Linked DNA regions of Mus musculus: region 2 is linked to region 1. A link is a contact called in public HiChIP or PLAC-seq data. All regions are on one chromosome and are shown on one strand. The core of a region is the stretch at or near the end of the contact, and the rest is flanking DNA. Distances in the headings are between cores, read along the strand shown.

Evidence for each region. HiChIP or PLAC-seq counts read pairs in DNA pulled down with a chosen protein or histone mark.
Region 2: an H3K27ac HiChIP or PLAC-seq map of embryonic stem cells shows a contact between it and region 1, with 5 read pairs. The contact joins two enhancer-like sites. A contact is called at or near these places in 23 of 39 promoter capture datasets (the 3T3-L1 cell line, 3T3-L1-derived adipocytes, the C10 cell line and 16 more), 1 of 15 datasets of contacts at CTCF or cohesin (the NIH/3T3 cell line), 2 of 484 Hi-C or Micro-C datasets (the G1E-ER4 cell line and cochlea), 16 of 115 datasets of contacts at active chromatin or transcription factors (the NIH/3T3 cell line, the SCID.adh cell line, acute myeloid leukemia and 10 more) and 3 of 9 other capture datasets (adipose tissue, liver and pancreatic islet).

What each region holds. Positions count from the first base shown.
Region 1 is chr11:103,688,141-103,691,111 of GRCm38.p6, reverse strand. Gosr2 (golgi SNAP receptor complex member 2) reads left to right here. Exons shown (of 6, transcript NM_019650.4): 2 at 1,793-1,857. Among named protein-coding and RNA genes, the nearest start is that of Gosr2, 8.1 kb to the left of the region's middle. Within about 2 kb of position 1,406, at least 81 of the 459 cell types and tissues checked have an H3K27ac peak or open chromatin away from gene starts, as enhancers often do. A contact at or near this core is called in embryonic stem cells, where this site is marked.
Region 2 is chr11:103,934,522-103,937,492 of GRCm38.p6, reverse strand. All of the region lies in intron 1 of Nsf (N-ethylmaleimide sensitive fusion protein), which reads left to right. Among named protein-coding and RNA genes, the nearest start is that of Nsf, 18 kb to the left of the region's middle. Within about 2 kb of position 1,557, at least 9 of the 459 cell types and tissues checked have an H3K27ac peak or open chromatin away from gene starts, as enhancers often do. A contact at or near this core is called in embryonic stem cells, where this site is marked.

The DNA of each region.
Region 1 (2,971 bases), core at 157-2,656:
CTTGTTCAGAATTGTGTTGCTTATGTTTTTTTCTTGTTGTTTTAGCTGCTTCCATTTATTTTTTATTTTATTGTTCCTTTTCTTGTGGATAATAAAATCAGTTTTATGATCTGATTTAAGGTACCATTGCAGATTTACCACAGATTGCCTTTGTCCTCTTTCTTCCTGCTAATAAGAATTATACTTTTCCTACCCATCAACCCATCAGTCCACTGCTGTTGTCCTCACCCTGGTGTTCTATAGATCAGAAACCTCCATCTGCATCCTCGTATCAGCCTGTGTGCCTCCAGTGCCCCACTCTTTCCAAAGCACTCTGCATTTCCCTTCCTGAAGCAGCTGACAGGTCTTGGACTCTAGCTGGGATTTCTGGTTGCTTCTTGGAATCACAAGTCTTGCCTTGTAGCATTCAGGAAGTCTTAGACAGCTGGATTGGCTCTCTGGTCACTTACAGGAAAGCGATGGAAAAGGCTAGAGATTCACTGAAACCAGATTGGGGCACCTGGCTGGCCCTGGTAAAATTTGAGGTCATGGTATATAATGTTCACAGTAGAGAGAGATTGTTGAGATTTCCTTTAAGGGCTGGAGATGAGCCTCTTTCACATGGTCCCTATGTAGAGAGCCTTGTATAAGCACAGGAGGCTATTGTGGCCAACATAGACAACATTCCAAGGGCTGACAAGTGATGGGGAGCCACTAGGAAGAGTTTGGAAGGTGACTTTGGCCTGGAAAGTCTCCAGAGAGTGCTCTGGGATATGTTCTATTTCCAGACGAGGTGGCACTCCTCCTGTTGTCATGGAAAGATGTTTACAAAACAGGAGATGCCTATCTCTCAGGCCATCCTCTTAAGTGGTCCTTCCACTGCCTGGTCCCCTCTGCTCTTTCTCTCCCTGACTGTCTTCCAAGCACTCCATTTTGCTTTTATCCCATGTGAAATGCCTTGCATGCCTTCTGCAGATCATTGTCTTCCAACCTTTCTTCACCAAACCTCATTCTACCTTCTTAAAAGTGATGCTCAGACCTGCATTCAAATCCTACATGGTGGCATACATGACTGTAATCCTAGCACTGTGTAGGCTAAGGATCACAAGTTCAAGGCAAGCCTGGGCTATGTAAAGGAGATCTTGTCTGAAAACCAAGCAAACACAACTCCTTCCACTCACAGAACTCCAGTTTACCCTTCCTTAGCCCCAGCCTTCCCATCTCCTTGGCTGCCCTGCACACACTCCTCCCTCAGTGGTCTGTTTGCTTCTGCTTGTGTGTGTTGGGTTCTTTGTAAATCTGCTCAGGGATTTTTCATGTCTATCTGGCCTGTCAGGTCCTAATTACATTGTTTCTCAGGGCAAGGATTCTATCTCCCTTGCCCTTTGACTCTTGGTAGGCAGACCAGTGCTCAGCACATTAGGTCACAGAACAGAGAGTGGGATTGGCTGGATACTGGTTGAGGTTTATCTTCTGCTGTGTGGCCTTGAGCAACTTACTTGACCTATCTGGGTTTCAGTTTTTATTTATAAAATGAGAGCAGTGATGGTGCTTTTCCTCTTGGGGTTATTGCCTTAGCAGTGTCTCAGATACAGTAAGCGCTTAACTCACCAAATGCTAGCAGTATTATTAGCATTAGGATATTCAAAATGATGCCAAAATGGGTGGCCTAAAGTGCCACATACACATTTTACAGTTGAGTAGCACTGTCAACTTAATTCAGTTGCAAGATGGCATTAGAAAAAGTTGTCTTTCCTGACTGAGGTGCTAGTGATTATTCCTGTCTCACTCATTTCCTCTCTTCCTTTGATAGGCAGGTTCAGGAGATCCAGTCTCACATGGGACGCCTGGAGAGGGCAGACAAGCAGTCTGTGCACTGTGAGTAATTAACCAGGGAGAGCAGAGGCCTTTCTCTGATGACACGGGGCTAATGGGCTGGGTTTCCTGACTGCATTCTGCCTTGGGGGCTTAATGACTCAGCATGGAATGAGTTGTTGTTAGAATGGACAGAAAAACCCCATGGCCAATAGATTTCCCCGATTGTGCCCTTTGGAGTCCCACCAGTTTTATCCCCCATTACCCTTCCACTCAACCTGACATGACCCTATGGGAATGGAAGTTCTCTCCATCTGTCTTAATCTAATTACCTAGTCTGAAAATACAGACATGTTGACCTGGAACTGGCCATTTCTTCTGAGTTGAGAACTCTGGCTTCTTAGTAGGATTATTCAGACAACTAGCAATATTAATTAGTTTAGTTCCCACACCACAGTTCCTTCTGTGAAGCATGTGGGTTGTGGTTGGAGGGTTTTTGGTTTTGTTCCAAGCAGAGGCCCCTTACTGAGCTGGCCCTATAGGAAGCTCTTGTCTCCTCACTGCCCAGCTCTGGCCAGGCCTCTTTCGTTTCTTCTTTTTCCCCAGCCTGGCTCCCCAGCATGGCTCTTCCCTTAGCTCTGCACCCTACAGTGCTCTAATCTAAACTGTCTGTGTTTGCTGCAGGTGTGAGGGCCTAGGAAGAGGGTGGTCCTTGGGCTGTTATTTCTTGGGAGGAAGGCAACCGCCTGGGTTCGTGCTCTGTGCACTTGAGTTTCTGCCCACTGGCCTTTGTTTGCCTTCCCAGCAATCTCACTGTTGCCTGATTAGAAGTGGAAAGAGGTCGTTTTGACAGCTTTATCAAGGGGATAAGGAAAATGACTGTCATGCTTTCTACCTCTGCGGGTTCTTTCCTGGGTCTTTCCGATTGATATGTGGTCTATTTTGAGGGTTCTAACACATCTCAGCCTACCCATTCTTTCAGAAAGCCTCTGGGTATTTCCATACTAATCTTCCCTTTCCTTTGTGCCTTTTATTTTTCTTTTAGCCTCATTACTATAAGAAGTTCAGTTGGCAACCTTTTTCCTAGGGGTTTATAATCCATATCTGAGACCAATCTCAAATAGACCTATATCAGAAAATTTAACTTAACAGAGTTATATGGGCAACCTTTAAATAT
Region 2 (2,971 bases), core at 308-2,807, 250 kb before region 1:
TTGGGGATGGAACTCCTCAGCTTGGAGGAAAAGCACATTTGCCCACTGAGGCTTCTCACCAGCCTGTCTTCAAGAGTTTAACAAGAAGCCCAGGTGTGGTAGTTACACATCTGTAATTCAAGCCCTGGGGAGGTAGAGGTGGGGGATTAGAAGTTCAGAGCCATCCTTGATTATATAATGTGAGTTGTAGGCCAGCCTGGGCTGCTTGAAACTATCTCAAAAAAAAAAAAAAAAAAAACCATAAAACAAACCAAAACCAACCAACCAACCACACACACACACACACACACAACCAACCAACCAACCAAAAACCAAAACCAAAACAACCCCCTTTTTCTTGTTTTTGTTTTTGTTTTTCGAGACAGGGTTTCTCTGTATAGCCCTGGCTGTCCTGGAACTCACTCTGTAGACCAGACTGGCCTCGAACTCAGAACTCAGAAATCCTCCTGCCTCTGCCTCCCAAGTGCTGGGATTACAGGCATGCGCTGCAAGTATCATCGGAGTTTATAGTGTAGGAGGTTCTGTGGTCTTGCAGGTGACCATTTATGGTAACATTTCTATGTTGCTCTGGACCAATCGTATCTACTGGAACCATCTGCAGTGGTAGAGATCAGGCACTTGTGATATTTGAAATGTGGATAGTGATACTCCAAAATGAAATTCTAAGTTTTCATTAATGCTACTAGTCCTAGGTCTGGGAGTTACTTTGTTGCAAAGTGAAGGTTTCTTTTCTCTTCCTCAGAGATGGTCATTTAAAACAGCCATGAACACTTGTGGCCATTCCTCTTCCTGCCTCAGCTTTCCCAATGCTGGGATTACAGATAGAAGTCATGGGCCATACGCCCCCTCCCCTCCCACACACCCTGCCCCACATGAAAGGGCAATTTTAAACCCTTAGTTCTTCAGAGTGATCCCCTAGGAGAAATATTTGAGTGGGGGCATGTCAGCTAGGCTGGACCTGGGGCAAGTTTCTGTGTATTCCTCTCTTTCCTGTGGGAATCTGCAAACCTCTGGAGAAATGGAGCCAAGGCCTGAGGCGAGAGGCCTGAGGAAGAGACAGCATGTTCTTCAGGGTTATAGTCAGGGTAGGAGGGAATGTCTGGTGATGAGCCCTTTCTAGTCTGCTAGCACACTCTGATTTTCTTTTCCCCTTTCCTTTTGGATAGGGTTTCTGGTGGTCCTGGCTGGTCTTTAGTCCCTTTGTAGCTGAGGGTCATCTTAACCTCCTGATCTTCGTGCCTCCACCCCTCAAGTGCTGGGATTACAGGAGCGTTCGTTACCACTCGCTGCCTCATATTGAATTTTTCTTTATTTGACCGTGCTGTTATTTGATTTAAAAGTTCACTCAAGTAATCTATTTTCTAAAGGAAACTTTTACATAAGACTGTGTTATTTAAATTGGCAAACTGAAATACTGTCCAGAAAATCCTGCTTAAAGCCTGCACTTTCCTCCCCCCACCCCTTTTTTCTTTTTGAAAAGAAGCAAATTCTCTGCCGTTTAAAGGCTCTGGAATGACCGATGTCATAATTACTTCCACTGGAGTTCCCTTTTGTTTGATAACCTTGACATTCTTTAAGAATTGCCAGTGGCCTATAGCCCACTACCCATACTGTTTGGCATTTTAAATTACAATGAAGACACTCCTATATCCTTAAGCAGTTATGTGTTCCAGTAACTTGAACAACTCACCTTAATAAAACAACCCATCACTGATTATAATTTCATGTTTAAAAGGCTATATGCCTGTAGTGTTTGGCTTGTATTTTTTTTTTTCCCTAGAGGCAAAGTCAGTTTTAGAAAAAAAAAAAAAGTATGGAATTTTTCCTTGGCATTTCTATGGTAAATAGACAACTTGACTATTTATAGGGACTTACACTTTGTTTTAAAATGAGATACCCTGCCTGGCTTACCACCAAAACACAGATGCTTCTGCCTTCTAATAGGGAGGCCCTTTCCTCGTAGCATCTGTTTAAATTGGCTGCCCAGATGATATCCACAGATTCCCACCCCCTTCCTATTAAAGGACATTGACAGGTAAACAGGTTTACAAATGAGGTTAACCTACCATTTTGTAAAGTTTCTATTGTGTTGGCTCTGTCATGGAAGTAATTTTGTTCCATTTATTGATTTATATTTTTCCAATATGTATATGTATGTGGTGTGCCTTTGTGGATGTATGTTTTTTGCATGTGTGTAGGTGCACATATTTGTGTACATACATGTCTTCTGTGTGTGTATATAAAGCAAGAGGATTATGTCAAGAATCACCCCTCGGGGCTGGAGAGATGGCTCAGTGGTTAAGAGCATTGACTGTTCTTCCGAAGGTCCGGAGTTCAAATCCCAGCAACCACATGGTAGCTCTCAACTATCTGCAATGAGATCTGATGCCCTCTTCTGGTGTGTCTGAAGACAGCTACAGTGTACTTACATGAAATAATAAATAAATCTTAAAAAAAAAAAAAAGAATCACCCCTCAATTACTCTTCATCCACTGAGATATCAGCTCTTGGCCAAACTCAGAGCTCCCATACATGGCTAGGTTCCTCATCCAGTTTGCTGTGTGGATCCCTTGTCCCTACCTTCAGAGCTATCTTCCTAGCCCCAAGTTGTGTAGTGATTAAGTCATCTGAATCTAATTCTGTGATATCCTAAATGACCTTGAAGGGATACTGCCTTGGACACTTGTCCTTTGGGTGGTTTGAATTGGGTTTGTAATCTACGATTAACCAGCACTCACTGTACCAGGCCCAGGAGTAGTCCTCCGGAAGTATGGACATGAGCAAAATCTAGTCTCCAACCTTAAGAATTATCCTAGGTATGATTCAAGTGTGTAGGCAGACAGTGAAGGTCATCTTCAGGGCTTCCATGCATGTCTTCTCAGTTCTGTGGGGAGGGGCAGCTGTCCAGAATGTCTCCTAGAATAAGTATTGTCTAAGCTGAGAACTGTAGAGTGTATAAGAATTGGCCAAG